2 separate regions of the Oryctolagus cuniculus genome follow, and region 2 is linked to region 1. The links are chromatin contacts, called in public Micro-C maps. All regions are on one chromosome and are shown on one strand. The core of a region is the stretch at or near the end of the contact, and the rest is flanking DNA. Distances in the headings are between cores, read along the strand shown. Region 1 overlaps MCF2L2 (MCF.2 cell line derived transforming sequence-like 2). Region 2 holds the start of B3GNT5 (UDP-GlcNAc:betaGal beta-1,3-N-acetylglucosaminyltransferase 5).

Region 1 (6,030 bases), core at 686-3,185:
GGTGGGTTTGCAGGTTCTGGTGCTACTGGGGAACCAAACCCCCTCTCCGGCAGCTGACAGTGAGAATGAAGGAGTGGGTTCCTGGCTTGGATTGTGTGGAAAAGTTTGAATTCTGAAGTTAGGTTTGTCTGTGATGTGCAGAGTCCTGGCTGTGGGGAAGATACATGAGGTAAGAATGACCATCGTATCAGAAGAGCCTCTTCTTGTGGACCTTGGAGAGCTGTGGGCGCCCCTGCAGGCCTCGTTGCAGCTCCCCTGTCTGTCCCTCAGGGTCTTGGAGGTGACCTTGGAGGTGACCTAGGGACTGTCTTATGCAGGAGGGGTATCTCTGCCAATTTTGGTGGCATTTCCTTTGGAACCTAGATGATTTCATTATTATTTTTATTTTCTTGTTTTTCAAAATGATTTCATGCACTCTGTTTATATTTTTAAAAATGTTTATATATTTATTTGAAAGGCAGAGCTACAGAGAGAGAGCGATCTTCCATCCCATGCTCATATTCTAATGAAAATAAGTTCTAGCAGAATCCTTTCTGGTGAGATGGTGGATGATTTTAGGTAACTAACCAACTGGTTTTATTCAAATGTCAGTTTCCACAAGGAAACTAGTTTAACTTTCCTTTTCTGATCATAAAAAGGAATGTACATATTATAGGTTGTAAAAAATATAGAAAATCCAGAGGTTGGCATTGTGGTACAGCAGGTTAAGCTGCCGCCCGCGATACTGGCATTCTATATCAGAGTGCCAGAGCGCTCGTTTGGGTCCCGGCTGCTCTGCTTCTGAGCCAGCTCCCTGCTAACGGACCTGGGTAAGCAGTGGAAGATGCTCCTGCCACCCACATCCAGGGGGAGGTCAAGGCTTGGCTTTGGTCCAAGCCAGCCCTGGCCCTTCTGGCCATTTGGGGAGTGAACCAGCAGACAGAAGATCGTTCTCTCTCCTACTCTTTCTCTTACTAAATAAATGTATTTTAAAAATCCAGAAAAATGCAAATAAGACATATTCAGTTATGAAAACTGTGAATATCTTCCAGACTTTGTCTACAAAATTGTGTAATTTTTTAAAAAAAAGATGTATTTATTTATTTGAAAGGCAGAATTCTAGAGAGAGAAGGAGAGACAGAGAGCCACAGCACTGACTCCCAGTGTGATTTTTTTTTTTTTTTAATAATTAGAGGCATACTAAAGTTGGAAAACTCCCATTAACTATCTGGTGAAATGGCAAGGTTGGGCGCTAAGAGGTGGGCTCCCAGCTGTTGCAGTCACCTTGGAAGTACAAGACACCTGGCCCAGGCTGCCCTGGAAGCTAGCAACGACTCTGACAACAGAAAATGCACACACACATCCCACACACACACACATACCCTGAGAATATGCAGAATCTGAAAGCGATTCGTTGGACAAGCTACTTCTCAGCCAGAGCAAACGAAATGGACACTTCAGCTATGGAACCACGTACATCTCCAAGTCGACCCCAGGGGCCACCAAGCAGAAGGCCGCAACCCAACCTCGGCTGCTGGAAGCGTTCTGGAGCTGTCTCTTGTCAGGAGCTCTGGAGAGCTGCCTTCAGAATGGACCAGAGTTGGGGCTTGATTAGCAACTGCCTGATGACTATGGGCCCAAACGGGCCACAGCACCCCTCTGGATGCATTACTTCTTTGTGCTTAAATTCCATTTTCCTGTTTGCATTACAAAGCGGAGTTCCTTCCACGTGGCTCTGCTGTGGGGTCAGTGAGGGGCGGCCCTGTTTGCACAGCACCCTCAGCAGTTCTTTCAAAGAGGAAGGAAGCAACGCCCTGCCCCGGGGCTTAGGCATCCTGTTTGTGGCCGCTCCCTGCCCCAAAGTGGAAAAGATGCACATGCTAGGGATGTGCTTTCAAAGGGTGTGTAACTGTGAAGATCAGAGAAAAAGCAGAGAAGTGCCGTTTGCCCACTTAACAGCTGAGTTTTCCGAACTGCTGCCAAATGAGCAGGCTCCACGGCGGTCCCATGGCGCCATCCAGTGGACAGCAGGGGGAAAGCCATGATTTCGTCTTCTAAATCTAATTTACCAAATCAGTGTCTTCCTAAGAGGATCATTTAAGTTCACTAAGGGTTCGCTTGTCGTTCATTCAGTTTGTTTAAGCAAAAGAAAAGCTTAGAATTCTAAACACGAAACGCTAAAGCTGGACTCCTGAACCAGTTAGGGGTTATGTAACGTAAACTATAAAGCTCAGCCACTAGGGACAGAGAGGACTTCACTCCCTTGGTTCTCAGAGCCCGCGCACCTTGGCCGGGACCAGAGGCATCCCAGGCATTCTCCAAGAATGCAGACGGGGGCAGACTGACCTCCTCCAGACCTGAGTAGTAGCGGCAGCCCTGGGGTGCCCCGGGCTGTTCCCAGCAACCCGCTGGGTATTATCAAGCGCTGGTTGCTGGACTCCTGTGAGTCATCAGGCATTTTACTTTATCAGCATTTCTGCTCATCCTTACAGCACTGCTAAAGAGATATTAGTGTCTCCACTTAACAGATAAGGAAACCCACTCTCAGAGATCAGCCCCTGCTTGATTTTAGCTTCTGCCTCTGGTTCCGCCCCTCTGGCTGGGCAGCTGGGAGCCGTGTTTCTGCCACCAGGGTCCAGGGGTGCACAGGGCATCCCGTGGTGAGATGGAGTGCTGCCAGGACCTTCTTCTGGGGGCTGCATCCTGATGACCTGCTCTACCCCAACCCCCTCTCAAGGCTCCCCCACCCATGCCGTAATTGCATTCAGTGCCACCCTCACTGTATCATTAACTTAAGATTTGGGGGACCAGGTCTTTAACACGTGGGCCCTTGAGGGGCGATACCGAAGACCTGGGAAGCCGGCAAGCTGCACCTGCAGAGGCCTGGGCCAGGGTCCACCATCCAGGGATCAGCACACTCGGGTCCTGGCCTGGGGCCCCTGAGCAAGGCCCGCTGTGCCCACAGCACTGGTGGGGCACCTGGGAGCCGCACTCTCTACCCTGGGAAACAGGACTCCCACTGTAGGACATCCCCTGAGGTTCGCAGGCTCTGAGAATTTTGTCTTCCAGGAGCGGAGAGGATTCAGGGTGCTGGGTTGTCGTCTGCTGCGGGGAGCCTAGGGCCCTGGGGGGAGGGGACACGTGAGGGCCAGCAGGTGCAGCTGTCTCCTGTCACTCTCCCGGCCACACCCCATGGCGCCCTCCTGCTTTGTCCCCTGTAGGACAGACAAGGACACCAACCTTGCAAGGCTCAGTGTTGCTCCCTAAGATTTTGCTTTAATGTTTAGAAATGCACCTGTGTGTGTGTGTATGCCCGCCCGCCCGGGTTGGGGGTAAATTTGCATCTCCCTGGGGTTGCACTCTTAGGAGTATGGAAACACTGCTCTGGACTAAACTGGGAGACCGTCACCTGGGACACCAGGAGCTGAGGCCACAGCGCCAGCCGTGTGGTCCCGGGAACATCTCTGTCTTTGTCCTGATTAGAGGCTGTGGCTGGGGTCTGGGTCTTGACCATGCATGCAGGACAGGAGCCTTCCTCTCTACAGGCCCTCGCAGACCCTTGCCTGCTCCAGGGAATGGCCTTCGGTGCAGTCAGACGCCTGAGGGCCCCTCCTGGCCAGGACGGTACCCCGCCCCTCCCCACAGGGCCGAGACTCCCTTCCCCCAGAGCAGGGGCTGGGGCGCCTCCCAGCCTGCACACCCCAGGCTGCCCCGATCTTCTCTTTAGGGCAATCACCGGCCAGGAGCAAGCAGCGAGCTGATGAGTGACAGGTGTGAGGGCTGGGGAGGCCCGGCTCCCGGGGTGGGCACGGACGGAGGGGCCATGCCCCAACCCCCACAGCAAACCCACGTCTGCCCCTTTCTGTTCCCAAGGCTGCTGCAGCGGGGAGTCCATCTCCATGGAAAGCGGGGACGGTGGTGAAGGTGCCCAAGTCCTGGCAAAGGACAACAGCGCTCTGAGTGTAAGACTCCTCCCCGCCTCCCTGACTCTCCTGCATGCCCCTCCTCCTCCTCGCGGGGGCTCGCGCCGTGAGGACCCGCCTCCTCACGGCACCCCGAGTGGCTCTAGGCCCCCATCCCACCCCGCAGGCCCCAATCATCTCCTTAGCGAAGCTTCCGCTTCTGGTTTTAGTAATGAGGCGCTCCTGCTGGGACCCCAATGGTCCCGGTGGGAGAGCTGGGGGGTGGGGGACACGCTGGGGCCCCTTCCCCGCCCCCACTGCTGACTCTGAGGGTGCCTCGCCCGCCCCCTACCAGATCTCGGGGCTCTTCCAGCTGGACGACGGTTATGAAACCTGCACCTGCCCGGCAGTTCTCCCGGAGAGCCCCCGAGGGGAGAGGGAAGAACGCGACGGGGCGGACAGGTGAGCGCGAGACGGGCAGGGGGAGGGAGCGAACCCGCCGCCACCACCGCTCTGAACTCTCTTCTGTGCCTTTCAGGGCCGCGAGCAGCACCGAGGAGCGCGCTGCCCCGTGCCCTGGCGTGCGGGCTGCTCCTGCGGGGGAGACGACTGGTTTCCCCGCCAAGGCCGAGCAGGCGAGGGCAGGACGCCGGAGGCCCTCCTCCCTTGACCACTGACCCTCGCCGCCCACTGGCCTGGCGAGCGCCTTTTGTGTCCAGGGGCCGCGGGCGGAGGTGCCCCGGGCGGCGCCCGGGCTTAAGCAGAACGCGGCCTCGCGGGTCCTTGCGGCTGCGGGCCTGGCGACCGGCAGGGGGCGCCCGAGGGCCGCGCTGGGGTCTCCCGGGCCGGGAACCCGGAGCTTCGAGAAGGCGGCTGAAGACTGCAAGGCTGGAGCCCGCTGAACCTGAGCCCCCGAGGACGCAGCGCCCGGCCCCGGGGGCTCCGCGCTTCTTACAGACAGCGCTGTTGTGCTCATCGCAGGTGCTCAGCAGCACCCCTGGCCTCTCCACTAGGGGCCAGCACGCGCCACCTCCGCTCCTCCAGCATCGTAAATGCCTTCGGACAGGGCCCAGGGTGCCCGGGCGTCCGCTAGGAATGGGCTGAGAATCGCTTCGCCCGACCCGAGCCGCGGAGCAGGCACGCCCGCGCTCACGTGGCATTGGTGGCGGTCCCAGGACTGGCGGGTTTCAGGGACGGCTGGTCGCAGGTTGCTTCGGAGTGGGTTTGCCATTTGCATCTAGATTTCTTAGTCTTTGAATTCATTAAGTTATTTTATTTCCATCTTTCTAGTTAATTTTTTGATAGCTTCAGTCACCTGTTGATGCTTATTTTACTTTCAAGATCATTCGGTTTTCGAGTTATTTATTTTCAGTTATAGCTATTTTCAGAGTTACAGGTTTTCAAACTGGCTTAGAAGTATTTATTTTCAATTATTCTTATGATTATTAACATCTGTGTTGTTTCTTAGCCTTCGGTTCCTGGCGTCGTTGAGTTCTAATTTTTACAGTTATTATTAAAAAACACTGGAAGTTTTTGAACGACTTGAGTTATTTACTTTCAGGGTGAAATGGTTTTATTTAGGCTTTTTCCTAGTTATTTAGTTTTGCAGTTGCTTATGTTCATAGGATTTTTTCCCAGTTATTTTCTGAGTTTACTTTTATACTATGGCTCTTAATTAATTTTCAGCTGTTTCCTTTTTGAATATTATATTTTTAGACGTTTTATCCTTGGTGCTGTTGATATCTTTAGTGTTTATTTTCAGTTGCTTATTCTCCTTTTTTTTTTTTTTTGTTCTGTCTTATTTTTACATATTTCGTTCTCAGAAGTACTTGGAATTAGAATTATTTCACCTGCCAGTCAGGATTGAAGCAGGAGAGACAGTGCACCTGTTGTTTTAACAGAGAACTTGACATAAAGAAGCGCAGCTGCTGCGGAACAAGAGTGTGGCCGGGCACAGGTCGGGTGATGACAGCTCCTAGGCTCGGTGGGGGTGACCCCTTGGCTGGGCTCAGTCCTCTGAGGAGCTGGCACTAAGGGTGCAATTGGGGACGTGGGTGCCGGGAGCTGGGTGTGGGGCTCCGAGGAAGGGACATGGCCAGGCCAGCGGGGCTGGCGTCCCTGAGGGGCCAGGTGAGGGTGTCTGTGGGAG
Region 2 (5,656 bases), core at 1,889-4,388, 59 kb before region 1:
TAATTTTGAGACTTTGGGGTTTTGTTGCCTGCAGACTTGGTAGAACATTCTCTTCTGCTTAGAAAACTGGCTTCGGAGGTTACAAACTTTACCATGGAAGATAAATCTTAGTTATAGGTCAAAGTTGGCTTCTGACTTTGTAGCATTAAAATGTAAAGTAGTCACTTTTGTTTATTTCTCATTCACATCTCACTTTGATCACATTTCTTTAAATGTGAAGAATTCTTATACCTCATGTATTTACCAGGGCACCTCAATAAGTTCATGGAAAAAATAAACTTGTCTTTCAATTCCACTTTCCCAGGAGTTTTTTGAAACACCCTCACTTCAAAATAACAGATAATGACTACTATAAGGAAAACATTTAATTCTAGATTTACACTGTTCTTGCTACTTCATTGCTGAAAGAGATTTGATGTCAAGTGGCCAAGCTCTTTTAATAATTTGTTGTTCCTCAATTTCCGGAACACAGATATAATGAATTCCTTTTTCAAGATCATTCTCACACTGGCATAAAATCATAGCTATGGAAGTACTGTCCCCCCAGAAAAAGACAGAACACATCTTAAAATACAAAGCCTAGTTGAGCATACGCAAAACTCCCCCAAAACAGGGTTCATTTTGTTGTTTTGAGAAGAGACCATCTCATTCCCAATTTTCTGTTCCTTTCTATCATATATTGTGTTCTGAAATGTACACCTGGGCCTCACAAAGAACTTGACCTTCTATAATTTCAAAGTCACCAAGTGCAATCATTCTAGCCAAAGTGACCCATTTAAAAAGATGACCCATTTAAAAACCCATGAGTTATCACTCAAGCTGTTCTACATTTGAAAATTAGAGAGCTGTCTCCTTTCCCTACAACCTCACTATTTAAATATCTTCTATGAACCAGGAAATGTGATCTCCACGTAAATGACATTACCTGACAGGGCCTGCCTTTTTCTTTTGCAAATTCGTTGCCACCTACTGAACATTCTTTGTCAGCAAAGCCATTCTACACATCAATAGGCACAACTGAAACCCAGCTCGCGCCCTCTCGGTCCTAACACGGGCCCATCCTAAGGGATCAATTAGGGCCCCTGAGACCGAGATGACCAAGCTGAATCAAGCCACCCTCAGCTCCATAAATACTCCTGGGAAGGAGAGGCAGGGGCAGGAGACAGGTTTAAGTATATAATGGAAACATTTCAGGTGTTGGCTTTATCTTGCTTTAAAAGCAAGAGTTGGAAAAAAAAAATTCCCTTTCCCCCTAGCGACAAGGCATCAAATCTACCACCCGTTTCCTGTGAGGAAGTTAAAATGTTCGTTTCTCATCACTCATCACGCTTTCAGAAAGTTCAGCGCCACTACTAACTTCAACTACCTTCCAGCATCCTTTTCTGGGTCAGTGTCAGCTTCTCCCATTCCACTCTCCCTTCCCCCATAGGGACCGGGCAAGGTTTCCCAAAATAAAGGCGCGCAGGAACAAATCCAGTCCTAATGGCTGTGCTTTCATTAGAGAATTAGCCTAAATACAAGCCACCGGCCACCGCTGCGGTTGCAACTTCGGTGCCCTTTAAAACGACCCGTGCCCATCGAAAACCAACACTGGAAAAGAAAAAAGATAGTGTGGCCAGAGACAAATGCAACTTGTATGGCCCCCGAGCAAGCAAGCGACCGCGCCTTAAGATGCGAAGTTAGATTCCGCAGAGCGAAGCCAAGAGCAGCCGCTGCTCGCTTGCCCCCTCCAGTCCACTTCCCCGTTTGCATTTCCCCAGCAGGAACTCGCCGCGAGCTTCCCCGTCAGCCAGTTTCCTCCTTTCGGCTCGGAGTCCGCTCCGCAGCCGGGCGGGGGCGGCGAGTCTGGAATCCCCGGCCGGACACCGAGGCCGCGGAGCCGCGTTCGCCTCGCCGCTCCCGCGTTCGGGAGGGTCCCGGCATCGCGGACTCCCCGGGACGGGGGAAGCTGTCCCCTCAGCCCCACCTGATGCACCTGGGGAGTGGCTCGGCGCCGGGACCAGGACGCCCGGTGCCCGCGCTGGCTGGCCGCAGCGAACAAAGGCGCCCCGGGAAGCTATCGCGGCTCCCTCCTCGGACGGCGGGCAGCCTTGCCCGGCGGCGAGAAGGGCCTGCCCCGCTTCCACACGCCGGGCCGCCCCGGGGCCGAGAGTCCACCCCCGCCGCGCGTCCCCGGTCCAGCGCACATTCCAACCTGACGTCCAGGAGCCAGCCACGTGAACAAGTGCGCCTTCGCCTCCCGGCATCCGCGCCGAGACCCTGGCCCGGCCCGAGCACAAGGGACTGAGTGGCGAGAGCGGTCCGGGCGAGGAGGCGCGGCGGGCGGCCCGGCAGGCAGGCAGGGGCGGGGCGCAGGCCGGGCGGCCGCGGCCCGCAACCTCGCGGAGCACCGAGAGGCGGCCCGCTCGGGTCGGCGGCACAAAGAACCCACCGCGCTGGGGCTCGACGCTGCTCCCGCCAAGCGTGCTAGCACTTCCCCATTCCTCGTTCCGGAAGGGAAGGGAGGCCGCGTGGCCACCCTCACCGGGGCCCCGCCGGTCACGATGCGTGCGGCTGCACAAGGGCTTGCGGCCGTGCGCTCGGTCGCGGCTCAGTCCCACGAGAGGAGGCGGCCCAGGGCCCCTGGTCCAGAGGCGGCGCCCAGGGGACTGCGGGTGCGTGCGTCCCGCGCCAGCAGCGGCGACTCAGCGCCGGGACCACTCTCCGCTGAGTAACTGGCGCGTTCGCCTATCATCTTATTTTGCTTTTCTCGAGCAAGAGTTCTCTGGGCAGGCGAGTCCTGCTGCAGGGGTCCTTGTCACTCGCCAGAAGCCTCCCGCTTCCGGTAAGTAACAAAGGAAGGACACTAACTCAAGGCAAACCAGGGCTGCACGGCCGCGGCCCCTTTTTTAAAATCGGCCCCTCCCCCGCGGGCCGGCTCTCCCGGTGGCTTTTCGTCCCCCTCGGTGACCGGCGTCCTTCCAGGGGAGCGGCCGGCAGAACTCACCGCGTCCGAGTCCCCGCCGCCGAGCGAGAGTCACACTGGGTTCCAAGAACAAAACTTGGCGGGCTTTAAACCTGGGGCGGGGGCCGGGCCGCCGGCGCTGGTTCGGCGCGTGTCCCCGGCGGGGAGCGGGCAGGAGCCGGCCGGATGGGGGCGGGCCCAGTCGGGGGCTCCGGGCGAGGGCGCGGGCGCGGCGGCTGCGAGCTTCCCCGCAGCGCGCTCGCTCCGCGCAGCCCTGAGCGTCACGGCCCGGCTCCCCCGGCACCGTCCGGCCGTGGTTGTGAAGGTGCCCGCCCCGCCCCGGTTTGTTCTCGCCTGTGGGTGTGGGCTCCGGGAAGTGCTCGCCCGCGCCTCTTCAGGTAACTGAGTTCATTTACTCGGATGACCCGCCGTGAGCCGCCAGCCACACGCTTGTCCTCGGCGAGCTGCGCGGGACCAGGCGATGGCCAAGGAGAGGAGAGAATATAAGCAACACCCTTGACCTATCTGGTTTCTGTGTCCCCAAATACTATTCAACGTCCCCCCTCACCCCCATAGACCAAAACGCCCGCGGTCCACGAGGGTCCTCTTTTGAGCGGTTTTGTAACTTCGTGTTCGTGCTTTAGAACACATTTGAGAAACAAAAGAGCCAAACCCAGGACTTCAGCAAGAAAAACGCTTCGGGTTTGTTACTGTGTGAAAGGAGTGAGGCCAGGAGTGAGTTAGCCCGAGTTTAAAGCTGCATTGTGGGTTGGTGTCTCCGGCTCGACTTTAAGGACGCCTAGAATTGGCCTTCAGCCTCTTTGTCAGTGGGGCAGATCTTTTCGCGGATTCCCTGTAGAGGGCAGGATTGCCGCCCTCTACTTGGTGCTGTGGACCACACTCAGGTATTTACCTACCGTGAGTCACAGGGAGGCCCTGACAACCACCCATCAATAGGCTGATTCATTGTCACCACACTGCTAATCACACCCCTTCTCTAATAAAATCTCTTTTTAAAAAGGTTGACTTATTTATTTGAAAGACAGAGTGACTAAGAGAAAGAGATCTTGGAATCTGCAATTCACTCCCCGGATGGCTGCACTGCCAGGAGCAGAGAACTTTCTCCAGGTCTCTCACACGGGTGGCAGGGACCCAAGCACGTGGGCCATTATCCATGCTTTGCAAGGTGCATTAGCAGGGAGCTGGATTGAAAGTGGAGCAGTCCACGTTGCAGACAGTGGCTTAACCCACTGGGCCACAATGCTGGCTTCTCTAATAAAAATTGATAGTAATCCCACTTAACCCCCCCCCCCAGGTCTCTCATATGTGGGGTGAATTTATGTGCAAATAATCAACTATGAATATATTCCTTTCAGGTCATTTGAAATCCATGTGTCAACACACCCATGTTGCACACACACAAATGCGTTGGGCTACCCACAAGAAATGCAAGCTGACCCCCAAACTGATAAGCACATATAAATACTATATGTTCGGCTGGTACTGTGGCGTAATGGGTAAAACCGCCGCCTGCAGTGCCAGCATCCCATATGGGCGCTGGTTCAAGTCCCGGCTGCTCCACTTCTGATCCAACTCTCTGCTATGACCTGGGAAAGCAGTAGAAAATGGCCCAAGTGCTTGGCCTCTGCACCTATGAACCCATGTAGGAGACCTGGAGGAGGCTTCTGCCTCCTGGCTTCAGATCGGAGCAGCTCTGGCTGTTGTGGCCATCTGGGAAGTGAACCAGTGCATGGAAGAGTCTCTCTCTCTCTCTATCTCTCTCTCTCTCTCTCTGCCTCTCTGTAAGTCTGCCTTTCAAATAAATTAATCTTTTTTTAAAAAAAGTTCATCCTGAATACAGATAGACCCAGCAGACAGAGAAGTGGTTTCAAAAGTAAGTCAGGGACGCGGCGCCGCGGCTCACTATGCTAATCCTCTGCCTTGTGGCACCAGCACACTGGGTTCTAGTCCCAGTTGGGGCGCCGGATTCTGTCCCGGTTGCCCCTCTTCCAGGCCAGCTCTCTGCTGTGGCCAGGGAGTGCAGTGGAGGATGGCCCAAGTCCTTGGGCCCTGCACCCCATGGGAGACCAGGAGAAGCACCTGGCTCATTGGAGGGTGAACCAACGACAAAGGAAGACCTTGCTCTCTGTCTCTCTCTCTCTCACTGTCCACTCTGCCTGTCAAAAAAAAAAAAAAAAAAAAAGTAAGTCAGGGGGCTGGCGCTGTGGCGTAGCCATAAAACCACTGCCTGCAGTGCTGGCATCCCATGTGGGTGCCAGTTTGAGTCCCGGCTGCTCCACTTCCAATCCAGCTCTCTGCTGTGGCCTGGGATAGCAGTGGAGGATGGCCCAAGTCCTTGGACCCCTGCACCCATAAGGAAGACCCCAGAAGAAGCTCCTGGCTCAGATAGGCACGGCTCCAGCCATTGCAGCCATTTCGGGAGTGAACCAGCGGATGGAAAACCTCTCTCTCTCTCTGCCTCTCCTTCTCTCTGTGTGTAACTCCAATTTTGAAATAAATAAATAAATCTTTAATAAAAAAAAAAAAGTCAGGAGATTGATGAGGGGAAGAGGAGCTTTTGGTGGTAGGAAGGGAAAGAATGTGGATGAGAGACAGGGAAGACAAAGTGACCCAGAATGCCTGTCTTAGTGTCTCTCTCCCTCTCCCTCTCCCTCTCTCTCTCGCCCCCTTTGCCTGGCTGGGAAGATACAC

The links. Hi-C and Micro-C count contacts between places; a contact is called where the count stands out from the background.
Region 2: a contact with region 1 is called in a Micro-C map of ear pinna, with 3 times the contacts expected there. The contact joins the promoter of B3GNT5 here to the enhancer-like site in region 1. A contact is called at or near these places in 3 of 6 Hi-C or Micro-C datasets (ear pinna, psoas muscle and an unstated tissue).

The regions. Positions count from the first base shown.
Region 1 is chr4:92,757,631-92,763,660 of mOryCun1.1, reverse strand. MCF2L2 (MCF.2 cell line derived transforming sequence-like 2) reads left to right here. Exons shown (of 30, transcript XM_070072393.1): 28 at 3,853-3,941; 29 at 4,237-4,343; 30 at 4,420-4,707. The coding sequence ends at 4,558. Among named protein-coding and RNA genes, the nearest start is that of ADIPOQ, 21 kb to the right of the region's middle. Within about 2 kb of position 1,935, at least 3 of the 8 cell types and tissues checked have an H3K27ac peak or open chromatin away from gene starts, as enhancers often do. A contact at or near this core is called in ear pinna, where this site is marked.
Region 2 is chr4:92,818,377-92,824,032 of mOryCun1.1, reverse strand. B3GNT5 (UDP-GlcNAc:betaGal beta-1,3-N-acetylglucosaminyltransferase 5) reads right to left here and starts at 3,138. Exons shown (of 3, transcript XM_008266633.4): 1 at 2,987-3,138. The region is part of intron 15 of MCF2L2 (MCF.2 cell line derived transforming sequence-like 2); the gene reads left to right.